Linked DNA regions of Pan troglodytes: region 1 is linked to region 2. A link is a contact called in public HiChIP or PLAC-seq data. All regions are on one chromosome and are shown on one strand. The core of a region is the stretch at or near the end of the contact, and the rest is flanking DNA. Distances in the headings are between cores, read along the strand shown.

The links. HiChIP or PLAC-seq counts read pairs in DNA pulled down with a chosen protein or histone mark.
Region 1: an H3K4me3 HiChIP or PLAC-seq map of stem cell-derived excitatory neurons shows a contact between it and region 2, with 2.7 times the contacts expected there. The contact joins the promoter of DTWD1 here to the promoter of FGF7 in region 2. A contact is called at or near these places in 1 of 7 Hi-C or Micro-C datasets (blood) and 1 of 1 datasets of contacts at active chromatin or transcription factors (stem cell-derived excitatory neurons).

What each region holds. Positions count from the first base shown.
Region 1 is chr16:41,615,440-41,622,504 of NHGRI_mPanTro3-v2.0_pri, forward strand. DTWD1 (DTW domain containing 1) reads left to right here and starts at 1,665. Exons shown (of 5, transcript XM_001167630.5): 1 at 1,665-1,870; 2 at 5,868-6,186. The coding sequence starts at 5,923. It overlaps FAM227B (family with sequence similarity 227 member B), which reads right to left and starts at 1,733. Exons shown (of 16, transcript XM_063794131.1): 1 at 1,449-1,733.
Region 2 is chr16:41,417,915-41,425,503 of NHGRI_mPanTro3-v2.0_pri, forward strand. FGF7 (fibroblast growth factor 7) reads left to right here and starts at 1,899. Exons shown (of 4, transcript XM_001167319.8): 1 at 1,899-2,097; 2 at 2,693-3,244. The coding sequence starts at 2,959. All of the region lies in intron 10 of FAM227B (family with sequence similarity 227 member B), which reads right to left.

The sequences.
Region 1 (7,065 bases), core at 415-2,914, 200 kb after region 2:
ATTCTTTGCCAATCCTTTGAGAAGAGGGATCTATGTCTCCTTTCCTAAAATGGAACAGGACTTTGACACATTTGTAAGCAAAAGAAAGTGAGGGAAGTAGCACCGCGTTACTTTTTGAGGCAAGGTCAGAAAAGGTCAGGCAATTTTTGCCTTGTTCATTGCAACACTCCCTTTGGAGCTCTGAGTTTAAGCTAAGAAGTCTGACTACCTTGCTGCCATACTGTGAGGAAGCCCCGGCCATATAGTTACAGAAGCTCTGCTAGCATGCCCACTCTAGTCTTTCTAATTGAGTTACCAAAGAAAAGCTGATGACTGTGCCCTATTGACAACACCACCTGTGAACATAATAAAATGGTTGTTTTAAGCCACCATATTTTGGAGTAATTTATTACATACGATAGCAACCCAATGCTCAATCTAACAAGTAGTATTATTTGCTTTTTAATCTGTGCAATTTAACTACTTTGATAAAATTTAGAGTTAAACTAAAAAGGAAAATGGTTGTGAATTCTTCTTGGCTTATAGACTTTGCTATTCTACTTTCCCTACCCAGAAAATTCACCTTTCTCCCTAAATCACTGGCTTTCAAACTTTTTAGGGTTTGAAATACAGTAAGAAATACATTTTACAAACAAGCCCTAGTGCACACATACACGCATATATACAATTAAAAGCTCCATAAAGCAGTACTTTACTAAGTAACACTAAACTTACTTACATGCGCTGATATTTCCAATCTATATTGTTTCTTTTTTTTTTTTTAAGTTTAAAAAGATTTCCTTGCTTACAAATGGGTCAAGACCTCCACTATTGGGTCCCACACAATCCCCTTTCCAGTTGAAAAACACTGTCCTAAACCTAAATCATTCTTCAAGGCCTTACCCAAGTCCGAAAAAGAAGCCTTTATTGACCACTCCATTCTCAGCTTTCTTGAAATTCCTGTAATTTATTAAATTCCATTTTTTATCTCAGTAGTAAGAATATTGCATTTTCTGTACTTGAATTTAACATGCTTTACTTGATATCGTGAGCACTTCTAGGGCATTGTAATGTCCTTTATCTACCACTTGATAAATTCAGAGTAGTCAATAAAACATCGCTCAACATTTGACCATTGTGTTTTAAAATCTTAGTTGTTAGAGTGCACTTCCGTTTGGGCATTGTTTGGGGAGAGGCACGGACAAATGTTCTAATAACTTATCCACATATTATACTTCAAAGTGGAAAAACACAAAGTACTCTTAACTCTATATGCGTGTTTTTATGCAAACTAAATCATAAAGATACAAATGATTTTTCTAATAGGTTTCATCACCACACAGCACACGAAATAATGATATTGATATAGCCACGAAAGAGTAATGTAGCCAAGTTCTCACAACCAAAATATCTTTGAGGTGGGCAAAATGCAAACTTTTCTCTGGGATCAACATTTCTTCACAACTCACTGCAACTACGCCTTGACAGTATGTTTCGAGAACCGCTTCCCAATTTTGTTGTCCCAGCAAGAATCGGGAGGAAACTGGGTGAAAGGCTGCGAGGCTTGAGGCGGGTCCCGGACGAACGCGGCCCTGCCCCTCGCCGGAGCCTCTCGGGAGAAGTGCGACACCGCCGCTGAGTGAGAGGCTGAGGCGGAACTTCCCGTCTAACCCCGCCCCGCTGTCGTCCCAGCCTGTTGCTTAAGCCGCGCGGTGTGCGGTGTGCGCGGCCCCTGCCTTAGCAACGACGCTAGTAACTGCCTGGCTCCTCCCTCTGGTGTCTCCCGGAAAGCGCTCCGTCTGGTCCGTGCGCGATCACGGCCCGGCGCGTGGCTCGGGCTCGGGCGGAGCTGGAGACGTGTGGAGCTGTTCGAGGACTCGCGGGTGTGCAGGTCTGAGTACCACTCCGATCCCTGGTGGAGGTCCCCGCGCCTCTCTGGAGACCAGTGGTCTGGCCCCAGAGGTGCGGCCGCGGGAAGTGGACATTCTTTGTCAGGACCCTAGCGGAGGTCGCGCTGGGTGTCGCCTGTGAGGGGGATCCTCGGTTCCTGCGCGGTCTCTTGCTTTTTTTAGGATCTTGCGGGCCCTTTGGGAAAAAGGTTTCCAAATTTTTCCTCAAAAAAAAAAAAAATTATTTTTCCTACCAATGATTTTCGGTGTATTCCGCCCCAACGAAAAGTATGTCCTGGCAAAGTCAGTTCCCTAGGAACCCCATACTTTATTTTATTTTATTTTTAGTATTTGGAGTGGTTTGTGGGGGTTTGGTTATCACGGAAGGGGAAGCGTAGTACAGACGTAGAATTAGTGATGCCATGCAGTGTATTTAAAATATTGAGGTTGTGGTTACATAATAAGCAAAAGAGCCTGTTTCTTACGTCTAAATTATTTATTGGGAATGTAGGACAAATAAGGAAGTATATTAACATTTTCAGTCGCCAGGCCCACAAAGTTGGATGGTAAAATCAATACTTTAGATCGCAGCATGTAAGGACTAACCCAGTGCACCATGAAAACGAAGGCAAGACAGTTTGTTACCATATGGCGGGTGGTGTGGGAGAGGCCATTGATCCTATATGAAAAAGGGTACTACTCCCTTGGATTATGAAAAATGAATGTTGGACCTGTAAGTCCTATGTGACCAAGTTCTTAAAAACACTCTAAAGAAAATTGGAAGTGGTTTTTTTCTAATACTGAATTGGTCCACAATATAGGACAGGGGAGTCTGTATAGTGTTCCATTGGGAGGTGAGTCAGCTTACAATAATGGAAGAGGTAGAAGCTTTTTGTTATTATTTTGGAGAAAAAAAAAATTGCCAGCCTGCCACTTGTGCTAGGCTGCAGACGGCCCATAAAGGTAGTTTATCAGATACTTCAGTAGCGAGATGCTTACTGGATGTGTTTTGCAGAATGGTTTTGATTTAGTTAACAAGTGTTTGTTGAGTTCCTGCTGTTGCATAAGAATCAGGAATAGGTGAGATCAGGGAAGGAATCTGCTCTTACAGAGTTGAATGCTGGAGGGGATAGATTCACTAAAGTACCTCCACAATAAATGCATTTTTCCATGTCAAATATGTGGAACTAATAATAAGTACTCAAAGAGGTTTAAGACATTGCTGTGGCCCATCTATGAGTTAATAAGGAACTGAATTAGAATCCTGACTTTGAGAGTGAAGATAGAGGATTATATACAAGGTAGATGCAACTTGGTGAGTATAATTAATTTGGGGTGGAAATTGGGTAGAAAGAGGAATAAAAAATTAATGTATTTTTAGCCTTAAGTTCCAGAATGATGGACGCACCATCAAGGTGTTAAAATTGTTAGTTCCTTAGGAACAGTCTTTATGTTTTCTAAGTCTTTTTAGCCCCCATGACTCAAATTGTACTTCCTTGCACATATTTGATGTTAACAAGTATGTTTTAAAAATTTTAAATAACCCCATTTGCAATAAAATCATTTGCAATGATTTTCTCACAGTCGAGGCAGGCTGTTGGCTCGGTTAGGACAGATGCCCTGATCATGTAGTTTCAGAGACCACTGGAGGGAGCTGCCCATGATTTACAATTGCTGGCCTCTTCTACGTGGCCACCTCAGCCATAAGTGAGAGTATATAGGTGAACTAAGAGGTGGAGCCATAAACATTTCTCTTTTACTGTCTTACAGGTATTTGTGGTGGTTGATTTTTGTAGAGGAAGGTTATTTATATAAGGCTTCACTAATATCCATTTAGTTATGTGGATAGCAGGTCCATGAACTGCAAAGTGATATTTCTGAGGTATCTCTAGGAGGAATGCACTTTCAGTGCCCTAGGATAACTCCAAAAACTCACCAGTAGTTTTCTGTTAAATGTCAGGCAACCACAGTAACTTTCATGACATCCACAGGAACTGCATTTTTCAGTCCCACTATGCCTGGGCCTTTGAGTGGTACATGCATTCCCACTAAATAGCTACTCCATTACCCAAGGAAATGAAGTCAGGTTGAGCTACTCCAATCAAATTTCATTTTTTAGGATGAATCCCATCATCTGAATAACTCAGGACTATTAAAGCCTCAAAATGTTTCTCTGTAAGAACCTCAGGCAACACCAGGACAAACCCAAAGAGAGTTTGGGTGAAACTTAGCTTCGTATGTGCAGCAAAGAGACGCCAACAGAGCATTTGCAACTCTCATTTCTGGGGACTATTAGGATCTCTTCCCAAGCTTTTTTTTTTTCTCTGTTTTAGAGATGGGATCTCACTTTGTTGTCCAGACTGTTCTCAAACTCTTGTGCTCAAGTAATCCTCCCACCTTAACCTCCCAAATGCTAGTATTATAGGCATGAGCCACCATGCCCGGCCCTTCCCAAGCTTGGAACTTCCTTACCTGGGTCGTAGATGGACTCTAGGAGATCTCCAAACCTCCTGAAATTGTGTGCAAAATATTGTATCTGTATATGCATTTTCTAGGGATGAGGTTTAATATTTTCATGTGATTCCTAAAAGAATCTGAGGCTCAAGAAAAGAGGGCATCTTAATATCCTGCACTTTCAGTCATTGAGGGCATGATCACAAAGATCAAAGCCATTTTTAGGCAGGTGAGTTGGAGTGGCAGTCAGAAGTAGGTAAGATTTTCTATTTGTGAGGCAGGAACAAGGGATTGGACCATTGTTCTTAAATACTGCTTTCTTACCCAAAATGCAAATCTGTGCCTAATCAGTACACAGCAAAAATATTTACTGTATTTTGTTTTTCCCCTTGGGTACATTTGGCAAGTACCTTTTTCTACTATAACCGGCGTTTTTGTATCTCTTTATTTGTGTCTCAAACTCACTGGGACTTACAATCTTAAAAAAAAAAAAAAGAAAAAGAAAAATTCATTTGATGAGTAATTAAATTAGTGCCACTAACTTCTTCTCAGCAAATTATGTTGTATTTTATGTTTCTCTGGACTTTTTGTTCACTTTCTGTTTGGGAGACCACAAAATGTTTCCTGCTGGAGTCACAGCATTTCTCTTGTCGCTGTTTCTACTTAAAGTGCCTGGAGCTTCGTAGTTAAACCACAATGCCAGAAGGCTTTATAATAAGAGAATTATTTTACAGCTGTGGAATGCATATCAAATCAATAGGGCACCAGTGTTGTTTCTCCCTTGAAAGATATCTTCCTTACAGGGTATGCAGATAGCAATTTTGGCAGCCATCACCCTTCTTTGAAGAAAATATTAAGTGGGAAAGTTATTTTACCATTTTTCTCTAGTACTAAAGAATCTGAATGATGTATGTTTTTAAAAAACAAATTCTTAGAGTAAGTGGACATTAATGTTACTCTGTAAATTTTAAAAATTTATAGGATAATATATTTTACCTTATGGGATATTTTACAAATTGTAATGAGTAGTAGATGCCTCTTATTTTTTATTGGATATGAAGTTTTATATGTATATGCACACATGTACACAGACACACTCACACATATGTAGTGTGTGTTTTAAGTTGGAGAGGGTTATATCTTTTAGAACATAACCAACTAAATTTTGCCAATTCCACTAGAATCTTCTATTTTTCATTAATGTCAATTCAAAGTCAGAGCCAACAGGGTTGAATATATCCCTGTCTGATATTAACGTGAAACCATTGCATTCCTAATATCTGGAAAACAAAACTGCCATCTCTGGAACAAAAAAGGGTTCTTGAAAAATGGATTCTCAGTACCTGAACTTTATATTTGAAATAACTTTCAGTTTATTGCTTTTAATCTTATGTTTTAAAGTGTGCCAATTTGGTGGTTTAAAACATGTTTAATAAGTACTAAAACAGCACACAATTGTGACTTAAATTGAGTAATTTTCTTTGTAGACTGAGTAAAATGTTTTCTGTTTTTATTTTTCCTTCTCTTGATACTTTTTTTTTACAGTGCACCTATGATATGTGTTTTAGAAATAGCCGTTAAACTTTGGTTTGAATGAAGAATGTCTCTCAATCCACCTATATTTCTCAAACGAAGTGAAGAAAATAGTTCAAAATTTGTGGAAACAAAACAGTCACAAACTACTTCCATAGCTTCAGAAGATCCCCTTCAAAACTTATGTTTAGCATCTCAAGAAGTTCTTCAAAAAGCTCAGCAAAGTGGGAGATCAAAATGTCTCAGATGTGGTGGTTCCAGAATGTTCTACTGCTATACATGTTATGTTCCAGTTGAAAATGTACCTATTGAACAGATTCCACTTGTGAAGGTTAGTAAGAAATTTAATTGTTTGAAAGTATGAAAATAGATTTTTTAAAAACATCTCATGTATACCTACTCTAATTGATAAACTTAATAAATAATGTTATTATTGTTAGAAACAAGTGCTTGTTGCTGCAAAGAAAAACTAGCACTTAGACAGAAAATTTCTCAGCAGGGCACATTTACTTCTGCAGAAGGGTGCTGCGCCTGATCGCAAGAGCACACTGAACAAAGGAAGGAAGGGATTTTTAACCCTAATGCAGTTCCTGTCCCTGTGTCCTTCCCTTATTGGCTAGGGTTGGACCACACAATCAAAACTGATTCCAGTTGGCTAAGACTTAAACTTTTCCAAATAGAGTAAATGCACGATTTGTAAAAGGAGGGGTTAAGAGTGGTTTGTCCGCTATAGTATAAGGCATGTCTGGACATGTTTGGCCATGTCAGGGCACAACAAGAGTGGGAGGGTTGTTTGCATGCTGGAAACGAGAGTACAAGGAGCTTGGGCTTCTGAACAAAGAACAAGAACATCACACAATTAAACATTTTGAAGAGGAATTTATCATTCCTAGCATGAAAACCAAGTGTATTTATGGAAAATTTAGCCCTACAGACCACTAAACCTCTTTGTTTTTCTTGTCTCTGGGTCTGAAATGGTGTTTTTAATGAAACCAATTAATTTTTCATTAATGATTTTAATTTATTTACAACATGGGAAAAAATGTGTGATATAAACTTATGAATACTAAAAAAAAAGTTTATAGACACCCTGAAGGAGCTCCAAACACTCATGTCTTTGGACTGCTCCTTGAGAAAATACTATTCTAGTAGAATTAGAGTTGATTTTCACCTAAGATTTTGTGACTTATCCTATACATGGGGATGGAGC
Region 2 (7,589 bases), core at 649-3,148:
TCCTGAATTAATAATTCTCCAATAAAAATGATAATCAAAGAATTTAAACCATTGATACAGTTCCCTTGTTGATATTAATCTGTTCATTAATATTACTTGGATCATATTTCCAAATTACAGAGTGTAATAGCATCTAATGCACTTTCATAGATCACAATTTTATTCTTTTGTTTCCCATTTTACAGTTAATCCTATGTAGCAGATATTAAGGAGGCACTAAGCACTCTTTGCTAACAAACTATCCATTTCTTTCATTTAAGTATTTAGCACTTAGTTAGCAAATGTGGACTTCTCACTTACTGATTTCTTGGTTTAAAATCCATGGGTTCAGTATGGAACAAATGGATTTAGTAGCTCTTGAATATCTTTACACTGTAAACTTACTATTGATAACTTTTATTTCTTTAGAAGCAATATCTAAGTCCTAGGAATTCTGAGCCTGCTCATTATTGTTACCTCCCAAACTAGCGGAGTGTGATTCAGAACACAATAACATTATATTTTCTTTCCTCCTTCTCTTCCTCCTTTTAGAGAATACATGATAGGATGTTTTCAGCTTTCTAGCTTTCAACAGATGCAATGATCAAAGAGTCTGTCCCCCTCTGCTTTAATAAATGTGGAACATTCAACATTTGGCATATGAAGAGTAACTGGGTACATCTGAACTATTCTGTGCTCTTCATTCTGTTCCCTAAAGGGACAGATACAAAGAGAAATCACATAAACTATAATCCAGTTGAGTAGATTTAATTTCCTTTTCCTATTTGGTCTACATGCACCACCTGGTGGTAAAGTAGTGCATTTCACATAGAGTGTGTGTGTGTGTGTGCGCGCGCGCGCGTGTGTGTGTTCTGAGGAGTATATAACATGAGAAAGATAATTTTAATATGCTTTCCTAATACTGATTTAGATAGACAACACAATTATTCTACACCAAGAATCTAATACAACACTTGAGCACTACTTCATGTATAACAGAACAGGAAGTAAAGGAGAGAACTCATGCTGGAAAGTAAAATAGCTTTCACTTATTTACCTTAGCAATACATATTATAATTCCATCTCTAAATTAACATTTATTGTTCCAATATTCTTATTGAGGCAAAAATCAAACACTGATAATCAATGTGAAACCATTTCCTCCTTTTTAAAGAATAACAGCTTTTAAAAGTAGGTGCCCTGTTCCTTATATTAGTAGTGAGTATAAGTCACAGATCACAGAATTGTAAAGCACCATAGAGGCATTAGACCAATACACCAATTTTACAAATGTAGCAGCTGAGACTCTGGAACAGCAGGTAACTTGCCCAAAGTCATACTGGTCATTAGTGGTCCAACACAAATAAGAATCTAGATCTTCTCACTTTCAGCCTAGGAATATAATACATAAAAATTGTACTTATATTCATTTTCAATGAATTGTCTCTGTATGATGTGATAATATTCAACTTATCTACACAGTGCTTTAAGGCACTCATATGTTAGTTAACACATACCAGTTTTGTTCTAACATTCTGAGCACAAAGAAGTAATTGAAGAAATGCATGTATCATAAAGTTATGGAAAAGATTTTCTAAGTATTAAAAAACCCTATATATATGTTCAAATGAATAATTTTCCAAGTATAATACAACTGCTATATTGCAAAGAAGGTTTAAAAAATTCCCTTTCCCCTTCTAACTGCTTCAGAACCAGAGATCTGTTTCTACAAAGTAGGTACCCACTTGTAGATTTAAGCATAAAACATGTTCATAGCTCCCTCTCATGACCATTGAATACTATACAAGCCTCCTTTTATTCTCGCTGTTGTATTCAACTAACAGCTCACTGGCTAAGTTTTAATTGCTTCCAATGAGGTCAGCAAAGGTATTTATCGAAAAGCCCTGAATAAAAGGCTCACACACACACACAAGCACACACGCGCTCACACACAGAGAGAAAATCCTTCTGCCTGTTGATTTATGGAAACAATTATGATTCTGCTGGAGAACTTTTCAGCTGAGAAATAGTTTGTAGCTACAGTAGAAAGGCTCAAGTTGCACCAGGCAGACAACAGACATGGAATTCTTATATATCCAGCTGTTATCAACAAAACAAGTAAGTTACTGTTATTTGTCTTTAAAAACAATGCTGAATGTTTTCTAAAAGTTTATCTCTTTTTCTGATTTTAGTACTGAGCAGGAAAGTAAAGTTACAAGATTTTTGAGCCATGTAACTATCTATAGTAATTATGCTGTAGAACATAAAGATAAGGTTGAAGTTCTCCAGAGCAATCCTGACATTTAACTTAAAAAACCTGGGCAGTTGAGGAGAAAATAATTGATTAACCACAAATGTAAAAGCATATAATAAAGAAGTCTAGGGAGAAAGCAGTTACACTTTGTTAGCAGTAATTGTAAAAACTTAATTTAAATCAATAGTTCTGAGTGCAGTATGGTTCTCACAAAATAGCAATTGGAATGAATGGTACAGTCATATTCTGTTTTGTCTCTACTCATGCATAAATTTTATAAATCTACACATAAAGTGGTAAAGATTTTGACATCCTCTGTGAAGGCTGTTTTAAATGTATCTTCAAAGAATAACCTATACTGTATTCTAATACTACTACTTACCCACTAAAATTTACACATACAATTTTTTATCTTCCTCTCTCCTCCCCTCCCTATTCTTAATCTCTCATTGCAAACAGAAGTCAAATAGCAAACAGCGTCACAGCAACTGAACTTACTACGAACTGTTTTTATGAGGATTTATCAACAGAGTTATTTAAGGAGGAATCCTGTGTTGTTATCAGGAACTAAAAGGATAAGGCTAACAATTTGGAAAGAGCAACTACTCTTTCTTAAATCAATCTACAATTCACAGATAGGAAGAGGTCAATGACCTAGGAGTAACAATCAACTCAAGATTCATTTTCATTATGTTATTCATGAACACCCGGAGCACTACACTATAATGCACAAATGGATACTGACATGGATCCTGCCAACTTTGCTCTACAGATCATGCTTTCACATTATCTGTCTAGTGGGTACTATATCTTTAGCTTGCAATGACATGACTCCAGAGCAAATGGCTACAAATGTGAACTGTTCCAGCCCTGAGCGACACACAAGAAGTTATGATTACATGGAAGGAGGGGATATAAGAGTGAGAAGACTCTTCTGTCGAACACAGTGGTACCTGAGGATCGATAAAAGAGGCAAAGTAAAAGGGACCCAAGAGATGAAGAATAATTACAGTAAGTAATTTTAAGTACTGCTTATGAACCTTAGCAATCTGTTAATGGATCAATTTTCAGGTGACATGTTTTCTCAGCTTCCTTTTGCTTCTTGAAAAAAAATTAAATAAAATGTCACCTAATTTCTCTAAATTGAACTATGTTGAACTATGCCCCTAAAAATATCTCTTTTAACAGGGCAAATCTACTTACATTATAGTTGGACCTGATAATCCAAGCCAATTTGAAAATATATACTCCTTGTCCTGAAAATGCTCATAAGTTAAGCAAAATGTAAATAATATTATTCACACCAAAATGTGACTTAATATTGTCTAAGCAAAACTTATTAAGCTATCTAATTTAGAACTTCATAAATTATCACTAAAAGCTATTTATCACTAGTTTAAAGAGTAGGGAAATTATTTTTATTAATTTGATTTTCTTTGAAATAATATTTTCATGATGTAAATTAAAATACTTAATCTGTGCTAAGATATGCATTCCTTTGCAATTGTGTATAATGATAAAATAGAAGGGAATCTGTGGTATCCTTATTCATTTGAGTCATAATGAGCTTGTATTAAGTTGATGACTTATCAACTTAGGCAGAAAAACAGATCTCTCCTAACGTTTTCCTTAACTAAATCTTTTATGTCATAAAAGTTCTGTGCTACCTTAAGAAAAATGTAAAGGTGAGGGGAAAAAAGTGGGCTGGAAGAGATGGTAATTCCATGTTTTTCAATTTAAAGCCTTACATTTTTCCCAAGAATCAGTTATTCTTCTTATGTTAAAATATCAGGGTTGTGTTTTGCATTTAATGGTTATGATGAATAACCAACTTCAATAGTATTAAATGTAATGGAATAAGATACACACCTCAACATATACATTAAGGATTTAAAATACTTAGTAAAAATAAATTTTGTTTATATTACTAGCACTCAGACAACATTGTTATTAATATATAATTTCATATTAATTGTTTTAAAGTCATTTGAAAAAGAATGCATGGGGAGACTGGTGTAAACATGTGCAAATCACAGTGCCAGGCTTGCAGCAATTACTCAAACTTTTGTTGCCTGTTTACTGAATGACTTTTAGGGTTCTGAACTAATCAACCAATCAATGGGAATTTCAGAGAATTATGTTTCCAATATGAAAATGAGAAGACCTTCTTTTTAACCATAATTGATATAGAATGTTAAGGCCATTTTAATGACTGGACAGTTATGGTTTTATTATTAGTATTTATTATTATTACTGAGATTAATAAAGGTATCATGTTAGTCCTAGAAGATCATTCTTACTATACTAAAGTTTATCTAAGGAAATGACTATTTGGAGACAATTTTTTTGATATCTACTTCTACATGAGCAACAGAATTTGGCTTATAATTAATTTATTTAAAAGTTGCTCAGATTTATCATGGATAATATCATGGATATAATAACAATATTATATATTATCATGGATAATATATATCAATAATAATATCATGGATAATAAAACCTGGTGGAGACGACAGAGCCTAGGTAAAAATTATGACACATGGGGCAACTCCCTGTCTACGAATGATCTGGGGACAATTTCTTTGTTTTTCTGACCCTCAATTTTTCATCTATAAAATGTGGGATAGGTACAGATGATTTCCATGATACTTTCCAGTTCTTATAGTCTATTCTATTTTAAACCACAGAATATATTTCATAAATATAAAGAAACCTAAATACCCATTGTATAATTATCTCACACAACGAATGAGATGAAAGTAATAGGATAAGCTGTCAGAACTAATTTCAAATTATAGCAATAAGGTTACCAAACCTTAACTGTGGAATTCTACATGCTGACTACTCCTTTTGAATCCTTTTACCAAGTAATGAAAAAGCAAAAAAGTAGATGTAAAATCCAGTGAAAATGAATAGTATGCATAATTATTTAGGATCAACAATATCTTCAATTGGAATACATTTGCATATGTAAATTTTATTTTGTTTGTGTTAAAATTTCTTGAAACAATGAAACTCAGGTAGTACACATGCATAAAATGCTAAAATTATTTTATAGTTTGAAATGCAATTTAGTGCTAACTTTGAGTAACCCTAAAGCCAATTTTGTAAACCATCTCCTCTAACACCAATTCTATAGCACAAAAGAAAAAAAAAGGAAGTCGCCCTATATTGTTATAAATTAGAATGTCACAATACCAGTGTACTAAAAAGACAAGATACACATCATGTAAATAATTTTTACTTCTATAAACTTTTTAATAGGCTGTATATATGATATACTTTCTTGATATCGTTAACTATCCTGGAAAGGGAAACTTTCATCAGAATCCTTTAAGTAAACCCTAAAACTGTCGTCAGGTTATGTGGCTATCTTATTGGAGAAGGAGTCAGTAAGATTTCTCCAAAGTTAAAAAGAGGATAAGGCACTCTTTTTTTTTCTATAGGAAGTCCTTAGGTACAGAGGGAAATGCTACAATGAAGAATATATGGAGAATAACATGTTAGAAGAAAATTCTGATAGCCATTTCCTATTATTTGAAGGGTAGCCTTACTATAATAATTTTAAGAGTGAATGTCCAATTGTGCTAATTGACACATGTGAAGTTGAAGCTGCTATATTAGGAAATCTAGGTTCAAAAAATGCTCAGAATTTGTTTAAAATAACAAGAATGGAAACTTGAAATTATGACATTTGAAGATTGTTTACATTCCTCAATCATTAATTGAATGAATGGACAAATAAATGAATGAAAGAATGTTTCCTTCCGATTTTCATTAAAATGAGAGAAAAAGGTAATTGGATTGTCTACTAGAATGAAATGCAGCAGGATTCTGATTAAAGATCAGAATCAAACTCAGAATTTCATTTTCAATGTTTTGATGCCTTAAATTTTTTCAACAGGTTGTCATGTCAATCACCTTTCTTTGGAGTCTTTTAAGTTAGTATAGATTTTAGTGTCTTGGAAGATAAAATTTTACATGAAAAGTAATATACCAGCTATGCAAAATATAATTATTCTTCTGGTTACCAAAAGAAAGTCCCCAATCTTTTCTCATGACTTTTTTTTGAATGACTGACCTGAGAATGTCAATAGGCTTCAGAGGACTACTCACTTCACCAGCAGAAGCAATGCTTCCACACAGGAATGTGGTTTTTTAAGATACTAGTAAATATGGATTGGAGCTAGCAGGAGAAGTAAAATATCTAGATGTATAATTCTGCTTCCACAATGTTTTGGGCTCGGGTAGATGGATGGAGGGCATGGAGAAAGAAAAGGGAGTTGTGGGCAAGTGGATGTGACTGCTCATGTCTCATAACTTTAGGGAATTTTTAAAAATTACTTAAGCTATCCTGGATTGTGAGGTTGTCACTTACTTTAGTCTTACCTTAATTACTGTGTTGTTTTGTAAAATATTTTAAGTTTAGATTAGAATGAATATATTACAGAAAGAGTGCATCAAGGAACCCAAGGGAAATAAGACTTGTATTAGTAGACATATAAATAAGAACTATGAAGATGGGGGAATTCATGAGAGGCCAAGAGATACTGGACCATATTTCTGACTCTTGAGGGGACAGAAGCTGCTACTAGAGAACTGGTCATAAGGATTGTGTACTACTGTTACCCAGGAGGCAGAAAGTCTCTCCCCTTTACTTATCTCTCTGGTGGCTTCACATTTAGCCTAACAGTGGGTTTCCAGGTGATGAAACTAGTATCTAACCTTAACTAATAATAAGAATACTAAAAGCATAAAATGTCCCTCCAAAGTACACATTCAAAATGAAGTAAATATTCATTTTCTCTGCAGAAGAAGAAGAGCATTGAGAACATCATAAAAGGGTGAAATGAATGGTCAATACTTCCACTTTTGTTGTCAGAACTCTCCCCATGGGGACAAGATCAGAGGGTGAATTTAGATTACTGCTGCACCAGGCAGTCCAACAGCAGACAGAGGCTATCATTCTGCACCTGACAGAAATAACAGTGCTCTTTAAGCTGAGTATTGAGGTGCCGAGTGAGAGAAAGCAGCAGTGCACTGGGCACTCAGTGACCGCCTTGAGAGACAGATGTGGAAGACAGAATCCAATCCCTCAGTATAATTTTCTTGCTTTTGGTATCCAATTACTAAAAAGTTGTGCTCTTCCCAATAATATTCAATATCATCTACTCCTTTTAAGAATTTCTTGTCATAAATTGCCTCACTTGATTATAATGAAGCACTGTTAGTTCCATAGCAAGAAAAGGGTTAGCCATTCTGAAAACTGGCCAATGATTTGGCAATATTCTCTTTTGGACTGTTAGACTGTGATGGGATATGGCCTAACAATTGGCAAAAGGCAAATAAACAC